Regions from separate parts of the Pan troglodytes genome. Here region 2 is linked to region 1. The links are chromatin contacts, called in public Hi-C maps. All regions are on one chromosome and are shown on one strand. Each heading gives the region's core, a stretch centred on a gene start, on an enhancer-like site or on the middle of the called end of the contact. The rest is flanking DNA. Distances are from core to core; before and after follow the strand shown.

Region 1 (5,620 bases), core at 1,288-3,787:
GCGGCCGAAGTCGCGGTCGGTGGCTGTGGGCAGCAGGTAAAGTGTGCCCACCGGCCGATTCTCCTCCACCGTGAGCGTGAGCACGGGCGACGGGAAGGTGGGCGTGTTGTCGTTGATGTCAAGCACGATGACCCGACCCTCAAACAGGTCCACCCAGCTCTGCGAGGGTCCGATCACCGACACCTCGAAGTCCAGGAAGCACTCGTTCTCGTCGAAGATCATCTGACACTGGGGCAGCTTCTCGCGGTCGATGCGCCGCTCGCTCGTGCTCAGCTCGCCCGTGAGGTTGTCGATCTTCAGGTACTCGGAGCCAGACTCCAGGCTGAAAGTCACCTCACCCGATCCGGTCACGATGCCCAGGTCTGAAGCCACGTTGCCGATGCGGACGTCGGCGGGGCCCTCCTCGGCCAGCCGGTACCGGAGGAGCTGCTTGGCGGCCGCCAGGCTGAGCGAGAGCGGCAGGAGGAGGCAGCAGCCCAAGCACCAGCCGCGCGCCCATCCCGCGGTCCGCATCCTCAGCATCTTCTCCTGCTGCTGCTGCTACTGCTCCTTCTAACCACAGCCCCCTCGGCGCCCCCCTCCTCCGGGGCCGGCCGCCTGCCCTCCCCCCAGTCCTCTCCCCTCTCCCGGAAAGGAAGGAGCGAGAGGGAGGGGAGGGAGGGGGCAAAAGCGGCGTGGAGAGTTGGCCGGGAATGGGGGTGGGAGGGCAGCGATAGATGCTTCTTTTTTTCCTCCTGCTTCTTCCGAAAGTTATTGTTTCATAATTCATGCAATGGGTGCTAATCGCCCGCTCGCCTGCCGCCGTTCAGTCGCAGTACTCACAGTTCACGGGACACTGCGCGCCGCGGGTTCGGCGGCCCCCCCACCCACAGTCATCCCCGCAGCCGGCGGAGAATCCCCGGCTCTAGTCCCCGCTCTGTCGGAAGGGGCCAGAACCGCTCCGGCAGACGGGCAGTGGGGCTGGGAAGAGGTGGGGAATGAGCCTGCAGCCTCCCCCGCCTGCCAGCCCGCTGGTCTTTGCTGCTACTCGAGTTGAGTCCAATTCACGTTCCAGGCACTCACTCCAAACCCAGGCTCTGCTCCGGCTCCGGCCACCCAGACAAACGTGAGTCGCTTCCTGCACCAGGCGCTGGGGCCAGCAACAAGCCAGTCTCAACTCCGACTCTGCTCATGCAGCGGGGGAGCCAGTCAACAGATCGAGAATGAAAAATCCCCCGGCACGTCGCTTCGGGCACGGTGCAGCGGAGACTACTCGCGTCACAGAGCGGTCAGTGTCAGGGTCCCCCCGGAGCGCCAAAGAGAAGCCCGAGCCATCTTCAGAGACGCCCAGAGTCAGTCCCTTCTCACCCCGGAGAGCGCGGGTTTCTCTTTTTTCTTAACAACTCTGCGCAAGGTCATTAGTCACGAAGCAGCCGCCTGAAACCGCAGCAGCCTTTCGCCCACGGGGGCGAAGGCTGAGCAGTGCGCACCGTGCGGTGCCCAAGTTTGGGTTCGCAGCCGCAGAGTCCGTGCCTTTTCTCACCTGCATTCGGCCCGCATGTCGGAGCAGTGGGATCTGCAGCGCTGTGCGCGATTCAGGGAGGAGATTGCAGCCTCTCTCTCCCCGCTCTCTCTCGATCCCTCCCCTCCCTCCCTCCCTTTCTCTCTCCTCCCTCCTCTCTCTCCTCCCTCCTCTCCTTTCCCCTTTCCCCCTCTCCCACTCGCTCTCTTGCACGCTCTCTCTCCTTCCTCTTAGTCCCAATGCAGGGAACTCAAGCTGAACTTGATCCCTTTGCAGTTCAAAGGTGAGCAAACCAGGCTCGGAGCACAGGCGACGTTAGCCGGCGAAAGCGCACGGCCGGGCGTCCCCAACGGCAATTAACAAAGATGCCCAATTCTGTCTGGATTTCCGAAGAAAAGCCAAAGGCTTTCGGGCGGGGGTGGAGGGGGAGGTGGAGTCAGAGACAGCTGCCAAGTAGCTTAAAAAAAAAAAATCCAGTTTGCCAAGGGGAGAAAAAGTGTCAGTCGGTTGTGGCCTCGGAAGTGCCCTGGCACGGCTGGTGAATTCCGCAGTTGTCTCGTCCCTTTTCGCGTCTGGGAGAGTCTGGTGCGGGCGCTCCCGCCGCCCCTCGGGCTGCAGCGGCTCGGAGACACTGAACCGCTAGTGGGAATCTCCCGTTCGCTACCCGCGAGCAGGAAACCCGCAAGTTGCCCAAAGTGGTGGTTGCTGCTGGGTGCTCGCTTGCTCACGGATCAGGCTTGTCCCTGACGCTGCTGCTGCAGCGGCGGCGGCAGTAGCAGCCGAGCCGCCGAAACTACACACTAGGAGAGAGCGAGGGAGGAGGGCCCGGGGTAAGGAGGCGGGAGGGAGCGTCAGCCAGCCGCCGCGCTCGGGAAAGCCCAGCCTCAGCTCCAGGGGCCGCTCAAAGTGTGCCCAATCCCAGCCAGTCCTCTTTAAGCCAAAGCCCAGTCCCCCTCCCCAGCAAGTACCGCCGTCTTCTCTGGGGGACTTGTTTTCCCTCCCTCGGGCTGGTAAATTTCCTCCTCCCTTGACTAATGCCCAGTTCACGCGTGAGAGCTTTCGGAGCTGGTGTCAGGATAGGTTTCTCCTTCTCCCTCCCTCTCAGACGACGTCCTCCTCCCCCCGGAAAGTGTCTCCGGTTCGCGATTTAGCATCTTGGTTAGGACATGGTTATCGGGGTCCTGGGGAACCTACGAGCGCCCAGAAAGCCACTCTGTTCTGAAAAACCATGACGGGCTGCAGTAGTGAAGAGAGAACATCAAACTCCAGAGAGCGGGAGAAAGATCCTTTTTTGGGAGCTCAGACTTTGGATGGTTGCGGGGGGCAGGGGCGGCGTTGGGTGGAGGGGGAAGGATGTCTGTCTTTGTTTAAATGCTTGACATTCCTGTCGTCGTGCTTGCTTGCGGGGGTAGACCGTGTGTGCGCGCCTGGGGAATAAACACATGTTGGAAACCTCGGTATTATTTTCTGAGCAGAAACCTGCAGCCTTTAGTAACTGGCAAAGTGTAGCGTCACCTATCTGGATAAAAGGGAAATAAACTTTAATGGCAACTTTGTGTACCAAAGTGTCCCCAGCTTTCCCATCTCTCCTTTTGACTTTGTGTCCCTTGACTGTCCCTATTTCCCGAAGCAAGGCTTCTCCAATTTTCATTCACGACCACCGCAGCCGGCCTCATCAGATCTCAGGTCTGGTTGTGTTTTTGAACTGAGCCATTTACTCATTTATTTCAGTGGCTGTAAACGAAGAGGCCCGGCTAGGATTAAGAGGACTGAGGCGGACTGTAGGTATTTGGGGAGAATTTTTACCATCTCGAAAGAGAGAAAGGGCCGCTGCTGGGATTTGCTTAGTCTTCAGCTCGCCTGACGTATCCATATACATTTAAGGGCCTCCCCTTAAAGAAAAATTTAAAGCCGAAAAAATAAAATCTGTCCGGTGTGGGTATTCTTTACGAGACCTGGGTGACGAGGCAGAATGATTTAAACAAGACAAACACCAATAAAGTCAACGAGCAGATGTAGCGCGCGGTTGTTTGGGCGGGCGCAGGAACAGGAATGAGGAGGGAGAGGCGGCAGAGATTTCCAAGCTCTCCCTACAGGGGATCGTAGATGCCCGTTGGATGGAAGGGTGTCTAAGTGTGTGTCAGGGAGCTGGCGAGTATTTTCCAGTCTGTGAAAGTAGCATCACCCCAGGGGTGGTGGCTCCTCCTCCGAGGCCAGGGCAGGGAACCCGGCCTTCCCGCTAACCCTCCCGCTGCTGGCACCCGAACCTCTCAGCTCTGTATCTGCAGCATCAGCGAGAAAAGCCCCGCGCGCAGGCTCAGTGCGCACCGCCGCAGTTTCGAGCCGGGGGCGGGGGTGGGCTCCGCAGCGCCTTCGCGGCCGGCTAAGTGGCAGTAAAGCCAAATCCCTCTTACATTTGGCAAGAACCTGGGTTTATCGGAACGCCTGCCTCCCTCCAAACCTCCGACCCTGGTTCCCCTTTTTCCCAGGTTGGAGGCAAATGGGAGAAGCCGTCTCCACTCCGCGGTCTTGCGCCGTGCATTCCGATGCGCGGCAATATGGTGCAGTGCACTCACTCCCCTCATCGCCTTACTAAGATTTTGCAAACTTCAGGCAGCCGCGTGGGCAGAAACGTTGTGCACTCCCTCGTCCCTCTCCAGACCATAAACTTGAATAAGCCTCTCCGCATCTTCAAAGCATTTGCCCGCGGCTCTGGCGCGCACTCTCCAGGCTCACACTTGAGGGGGGCGCGAAGGAGTGGGCGGCTTTTCCTCAGCGCGCTGCACATTTCTTCCCGGATGACTAGGGAGTTGCAGCGCGTCCTTCACAGTGGAGTGGTTTCCTCTTTGCGAGCGGGAGGAAGTCTCCAGCCCGCCCTCCTCACTCTCATTCCTACCAACTTCGCGGCGGAGCCAAGCCAGCGTGGGAAATGGGTCCGACGTGTGCTGCATGGAGAACAGCGAGGACAGACTGCGGGGGCCAAGAAGCCTGCTGGCTTTGCTCCCACCCCCATCAGTCCCAGGCTCCGACCTTTCTGCCAGAGCAGCAAAGAAGTGGCGGCGGCTTTGCCCTGCAGCGCCGTTCTGGGCAAGCAAAGGAAATGGGCGGGGTAGGGGTACGGGGGAGGTGAGAGGAGCCCTCGGGGCGCCCTTGCGGCGGCTGGAGCTCCCAGTCCTCTTCCGCCCCCTCTCTAGGGGCTGACACTCTCCTCTCGCCGGCGCAGAGGATGAATGAAGAGAGAAGCAGTTTCTCCCACCCCCGCCCCATTTCCGCAGTCTTACAGCCAGTGTCACAAGTGCTCAGCAATTTCATTAAATGGAACCGGGAGACTTAATCCCCCCCGGTACCAGACCTCACCGAGGGAATGTGATATCCGGCTTCGCTCCCACCCACCAACCCCGCCCGGCTTCTCAGACCTGAGGCTGCATTTATCTACTCAACCTGAGAGGAAAGGGTTCAGAAGGAAATGGGATCGAAAGTGTAACCGCCTGCAATAAATTAAAGAGGCTGCTGCTGCTGCTGCTGCTGGTGCTGCTGCTTTGGCGCCCAGAACTGGAGAGAGAAAATGAGATCAGTGTCCTAAAGCTTGCATCGATCAGAGTGATTAGACGTCATCGCATGTAGGAAGCAAAATGTTTGAGGGAATGTTGAAATGGAGATTTCTGTTTTTTCTTTAGTGGCTTTTTAAAAAAGAACAATAAAAGGAAATACCCCTTTGAAACCAAGATGTAAAAAATGAAATTGATTAAAATATAAATATCATCCCGTTCTAATATGCATTTAATAAAACCTTGACAAACGATTCATTTTCTGTGCCAGAAATCTTACCCTAAACTTAAAATATTCAGTAGATTTTTTTTTTTTAATTTACCTACTAACCTCGCTTGCTTAAACCTGTTTTGCCGTTAAGAAATTTCAGTGGCTGAACTGAAAAATAGCATTCAGGGTCCCTGATGTAGTTCAAGCCTCAAGAAAAGACAGTAAGAGAAGTAACTACAACAAAAGTTTATGGTTAAGAATACAAAGTAGATGCTGGAGATGTGATCTCAGGGGGCCTTTCATTTATAATAGACGCTGTATTCACAATAATATGAGAAAAAGGTTAAATACAGTAAACAC
Region 2 (5,620 bases), core at 1,740-4,239, 330 kb before region 1:
ACAGCTATTTCTGTGCAAACTGAAAATTAGAACTAATTGATTTTTCCTTTTGAGTGGTATTTGCAAAAAATCTCCAAACCTTTAATATGATGGATGTAAGTAACATTTCCACAAAAAGAATTTATTTTAAAATGTTTACTTTGTTATGCTTTGGAATATTTAACTCAATAGATTCGGCCTCTTTGAATAATTAAATCTAAGTCACTTAGAAGATAATTTCTGTAAAACTATAACTTGCATGTGTGTGTATACTTTTGGAAATGCTTTAAAAAACTGAGATTTTTAAACTCTATGTCTGAGAAATAAAAAGCATCCTTTACATTTTGAAAAAAAATTAAACATTTTCAATCATCAGAGTTCAACTAAATTTCACAAACTGTAAGCCTGATTATTTGAGTCATGGCAAATGCAATAGAGAACTTTCAAAGTATATTATATTAGGGAGATTAGCTTAGTATTTTACATATATAACTCATATAATCTTCTTAATAACCCAAGAAGAGAAGTCATTGGTCCATATCACATAGTCTAACTGATGGAGCTGGTATTTTAAACCCAAGAAATCTGACTCCAGAGCCAAGCATGGCATATGTATAAATATGGTGAAAAGTAAGATAACTTACATAAAGTATATTTTAACAAGAAAAGGGAAAAATTAAGGTTAAGTGGGGGTGTTGTGAAAGATCCTTATTAAACAGGCCTAGACTGGACTATTTAGCCTAGGTGGATCAATCTACAAAATGTTACTGATATAAAACTTGTATACAGATATACAAGTCAACCCATGGTCTACAACAATGGACAGGGGAAGCTGCTGTAGATAGCAGGGTTGTGGATGATGCAAAGAATGCATGATTGCATTTCACATAAAAATAGATTAAAATAACTCTTCGAGTATTGCACAGCATCTTAATAAAAGGATACAAGTTATACAGTATATAAAACAGGTGACAGTGCCCTCTGGAGGATGCTACTGAAATTTGGCATCAGCTACCTATTCAAGAATGCTGCAGGTAAAATTGACATTCTTTCATGTATCAGAATCAGTGTGCTTCGAAAAATACAAGTGCAATGAAAGAACTGTTCACACTGGTTCTTCAAACTTGTCCTCAAAAGGCAGGCTTTGTAGTACTACCAGATTAATGCAAGGATATAGATGGGGTAGTATTGGTTTTTATAATTACAGGAGAGATAGGTTGCAATAATCTAATTTATGAAAAGTGTTATCAATTGGTTACTAAGAATTTCAACCAAAAATATTTTATTAACATGTAGCCATCCAAAACTGTAGCAAATCAGGAACTGCATTTGACCAAAGATTTTAAATATGCTACCATCATTTGTATCAGCTACCGTTCTGCTTATCATGTTATGACTTCTGACAGCAGGAACGGAATGCCCAGTGTAAGTGTTTTGTGAATCTCTTAATTTAGTATTTGGTCTAGAACCTTTATGTTCACTATGGAAATGGCTCTCTGGCTCTTCATATTGTCCCTTTGACACACATACACAGACACAGAGAGAGATACTGTGTACAATTACTTCCGGAAACCTGATATCAAAGAAGGTTTGCAATCAAAATACAAATCCCTAGGGAAAAAAAGTGCAAAAAGAAAAAAGAGAGAGAAGACACATCAGAAAGACCAGAGAATCAGAGATTCCACTTCAGATAAAGTACCAGAAGTTAAGAAAGCAAGAAAACAGACTCTAAAGCTCAAATTAATTTTATTTTCTAAAGTCACAGTAATTTCTGTGTCACCACCATGCTAGAATAAATTAATAAACTACCTTGAAATTACAAATCATTCATTAATATGCTGGCTTACTTCCTAAAAAATCTAACTGGTTATTCGTATATCTGCTAGGCCATAAAAGAAATATAAATAAAATGAATAAAAATAAAATACTTAGGGGACTCTCCAAAACTTGATAGCTTGAGATTAAACCTGAGGCAGAGAAGTCAGGGTCCAAAAGTCACTGCAGGTCCTATGTTACTTGTGTTTCAACTTGGGAAAATTGATAAATACATAAAAGTAACTAACTTTATCTCCCTCCTCCTGAAAAGGAAAGACAGCTATGTGAATCTTATATTTATTTTCCCAAGAAATGACTCCAAGCTTATTAAAATAACCAATTAATTAATTTAGAGATTCTTGGTATTGTTTGTTAAAACACCAAATTATATTACTAACAACACTCACATTTTTGTCTGTTTCACTGCTTAGTACTTTAGAATAACTCTAGTGCACAAACGTGGTAGTAATGTATTATCCCACATATATTAAATCATTATTACATTTTAAAAATCTAGATAAAATACATAAAATTGAAAGTTGTTAGCCTCCTAGCATAAGAAAACACAGAAATGTCAATCAATGAAAAATGAAATCAATATTCTGTGTCTGTTGAATGCATTCTTCTTGCTGATAATTACACTTAAAAAAATGAAAAGGGAGAAAGCCATAATACCTTGTTGTCATAGGATATTTATGCTTAAAGAAATATGGGATATAAAATTTATAATATATAAATGCAAAAAAGCCACAGTTATAGTATTAAAATGTGTGCCCACAGACATGTGTATACCTTTTGACTTTTCTCTGCACAGCTTTGTATAAAAATCCCAGAGTCCACTTTGTTAATCCTGAGAATGCCTGGCTTTCTGCATAACCTGCTAATTTCTTTCCAGCCCCCTAAAATGTGGCATCTGTTATATTGAATGAACCCTCTCCTCATTGTGTATTAATGGTAGGCACCACTATTATTTACTTACTTACTTACCTATTTATGTATTTAAATAAACAGAAGTTGTCCCTAAGAGATTGCCACTTTTAGGCATAAGTTACACCAGAAGCTGCCATCTTCTCTCCTTTCTCTCATCATTAGATATCCTTAGAGAAAGGTAAACTACTTCCAGCCAGCTCCATTTTCTCAGCTCCCATTTAATTTTAAGTCCCTTACACTTTAGCCTATGCCTTTACCATGACAAAGCAATTGCCTTGAAGGCTTACAGTGATCTCCTTTGTAAACTCAGTAACTGCTCAGCCTCATCCTCCTTTAACCTCCTGAAAATATTAACTAAAGAACTTCTACACAGCAAAAGAAACTATTATCAGAGTAAAGAAACTATTATCAGAGTGAACAAACAATCTACACAATGGGAGAAATTTTTGCAATCTATCCATGTGACAAATGTCTAACGTCCAGCATCTACAAGGTACTTAAACAAATTTACAAGAAATAAACAAACAAAAAACCCCCTTAAAAAGTGAGCAAAGGGCAACATGAACAGAGAGTTCTCAAAAGAAGACATTCATGCAGCCAACAAACATATCTTAAAAACCTCAACATCACTAATCTTTAGAGAATACAAATCAAAACCACAATCAGATAGCATCTCACACCAGTCAGAAAGGCTATTACTAAAAGTCAAAAAACAACAGATGCTGGGGAGGTTGTGGAGAAAAAGGAACACTTTTCCACTGTTGGTGGGAGTGTAAATTAGTTCAACCATTGTGGAAGACAGTGTGGCAATTCCTCAAAGACCTAGAGGCAGAAATACCATTTGACCCAGCAATCCCATTTCTGGGTATATACCCAAAGGAATATAAATCATTCCATTATAAAGATACATGCACGCATATGTTCATTGAAGCACATTATTTTATGCCAGATGCTATGGTTTGAATAGTTGTCCCCTCCAGAACTCATGTTGAAACTTAATCCCTAGGGTAACAGTATTACGAGATGAGGTCTTTAAGAGTTGATTGGGTTAAAGAAGCTCTGCCCCCATGAAAAAAATCCATTCACGGATTCATGAATTAATGGATTAATGCATTATCAAGAGAGTGAGTTGGTTATCATAGGAATGGGCCATTATATAGGCTAGTTTGGCTGTCTCCTGTGAGCCCCTCAGAATGTGATACCCTGTGCTGCCTTGGGACTCTGCACCAGCAAAAGGCCCCTCACCAGATGTAGCCCCTCAACCTCTGACTTTCCAGCCCCTAGAACGATAATAAATATGTTTCTTTTCTTTATAAATTACCCAGTCTCAAGTATTCTGTTAAAGGAACAAAAAATTGAACAAGACATCAAACTTTACAGTAATTCCTTTATGCACATTATTTTGCTGAAAACAATCTCTTTTTTTATGTTATCCACCACTGATTACCTGCATTTTTCATATGGTAGCTTTTACACTTTACTATACATCACATTTATTTTTGTGCAATTGTCTCTCCCTAAAGAGTAAAATTTTTGAGTTTGACTTCGATATCTAATCCTTCCCCAATGCTTCCCACAGGACCCCAAAGAAACTAAGTTAGGAGTTAACTTACAAGACTCCCTTTTCTTGAAACGATCTGCATAAACGATTCATAAATATAAAATACACACACACACCCATATAGACACACACGCATGATAGTTTTCATAAATTATTGCAACACTGTTCGTCAAAAAAATCAAATATTCTCCATGTCAATGTAATTAACAGTCATTAATACAGCATGCAAAGATCAAAAAGAGATTGGAGAATTCTACTGGGAAAAAATATATGATTGTTCTTTATAACAAGAGTATCTGACTCACTGCTGTTACTCTAATTTGATGACTAGAAGGAAAAGCATTGCTTGACTTTGCTATCCTCCTATCTTATCTAGAAAACAGGGATGAGAGAAAATGACAATCAATCAAACATATGAATAAAAATCAAGCCTTGAATCATGCTCATTCAAATGATATGAATGAGTGCTCTGCATTTCTACATTACTGAGGCTGCACACTCAGCCGATGAAAACCACAGTGCCCTAACTCACTGCATACTTTGTCGATCAGAAACACTAGTATCTTGCTGCAGAGGGAATGCTGCCTGGATTCACATGATTACCTTTTTGATTAACTTTCCTACTCCCATTGCTACAATTTGTCCCCTGTTGCACACAACTCTCTTGAAGGAAAAAATATTTCACTTCTATGAACAGAAAACTTTTTAAAATTCTTGGTTTATTTTATGCCCCTTGGATGACATTTATTCCTCAGAAATAGTAAAAGTTGCTTTTATAAAGCAGCATTATTTTTTTAAAAAATAACCCAAGCCAGTTGGTGGCATTTCTGCATCTTCATCATAAAGAGCATATTGATTGGATGAAAACGCTACATAAACAAATTGCAACAGCCTGTTTGAGGGGAAATTGCCCTGCCCTAATGAAAATGTAAATAACTAGCAAAGCAATGCCAACTGAAACAATGGTCTAGTTGGGGACAATTCTTTTCTTTGTAGGACTGCTCAATGCAAGGGGGTGGGGGGTAACTTTAACTGGCCTTCTGTGTCGTGCTCCTTCAGGATTTTGCTTAGAATTGCATGACTTCCAGCACTTAGGAGTCTGTGGTTTGATTTTCACTTGTGAAGTTGAAAATTGCAGCCATGATAATTAGCAGTGACTGCATTTCATCATGCTAAGCAAGGAGCATGCTCTTTAAAATACACCAAGTAGAAGAAAGCAAGGTGAATAAAAATAAAATGCCAGTATTTGAAAATTAAGCCAATGTATTACTAAAATATTTTCATCACTCAAAAAATATCCCCGGAATAATAACCAAGCAAACAATTCTAAAAGCA

The links. A called contact is a pair of places that touch in the nucleus more often than the background predicts.
Region 2: a Hi-C map of induced pluripotent stem cells shows a contact between it and region 1, with 2.1 times the contacts expected there. The contact joins the enhancer-like site here to the promoter of PCDH7 in region 1. A contact is called at or near these places in 2 of 7 Hi-C or Micro-C datasets (induced pluripotent stem cells and stem cell-derived neural progenitor cells) and 1 of 1 datasets of contacts at active chromatin or transcription factors (stem cell-derived excitatory neurons).

The regions. Positions count from the first base shown.
Region 1 is chr3:31,140,635-31,146,254 of NHGRI_mPanTro3-v2.0_pri, reverse strand. It overlaps PCDH7 (protocadherin 7), which reads right to left and starts at 2,537. Exons shown (of 4, transcript XM_009447470.4): 1 at 1-2,537. The coding sequence starts at 522. It overlaps LOC129143707, which reads left to right and starts at 1,694. Exons shown (of 2, transcript XM_054682824.1): 1 at 1,694-1,784; 2 at 2,607-5,380. The coding sequence starts at 4,048. The coding sequence ends at 4,614.
Region 2 is chr3:31,470,305-31,475,924 of NHGRI_mPanTro3-v2.0_pri, reverse strand. The region is part of intron 3 of PCDH7 (protocadherin 7); the gene reads right to left. Among named protein-coding and RNA genes, the nearest start is that of PCDH7, 330 kb to the right of the region's middle. Within about 2 kb of position 2,989, at least 1 of the 24 cell types and tissues checked has an H3K27ac peak or open chromatin away from gene starts, as enhancers often do. A contact at or near this core is called in induced pluripotent stem cells, where this site is marked.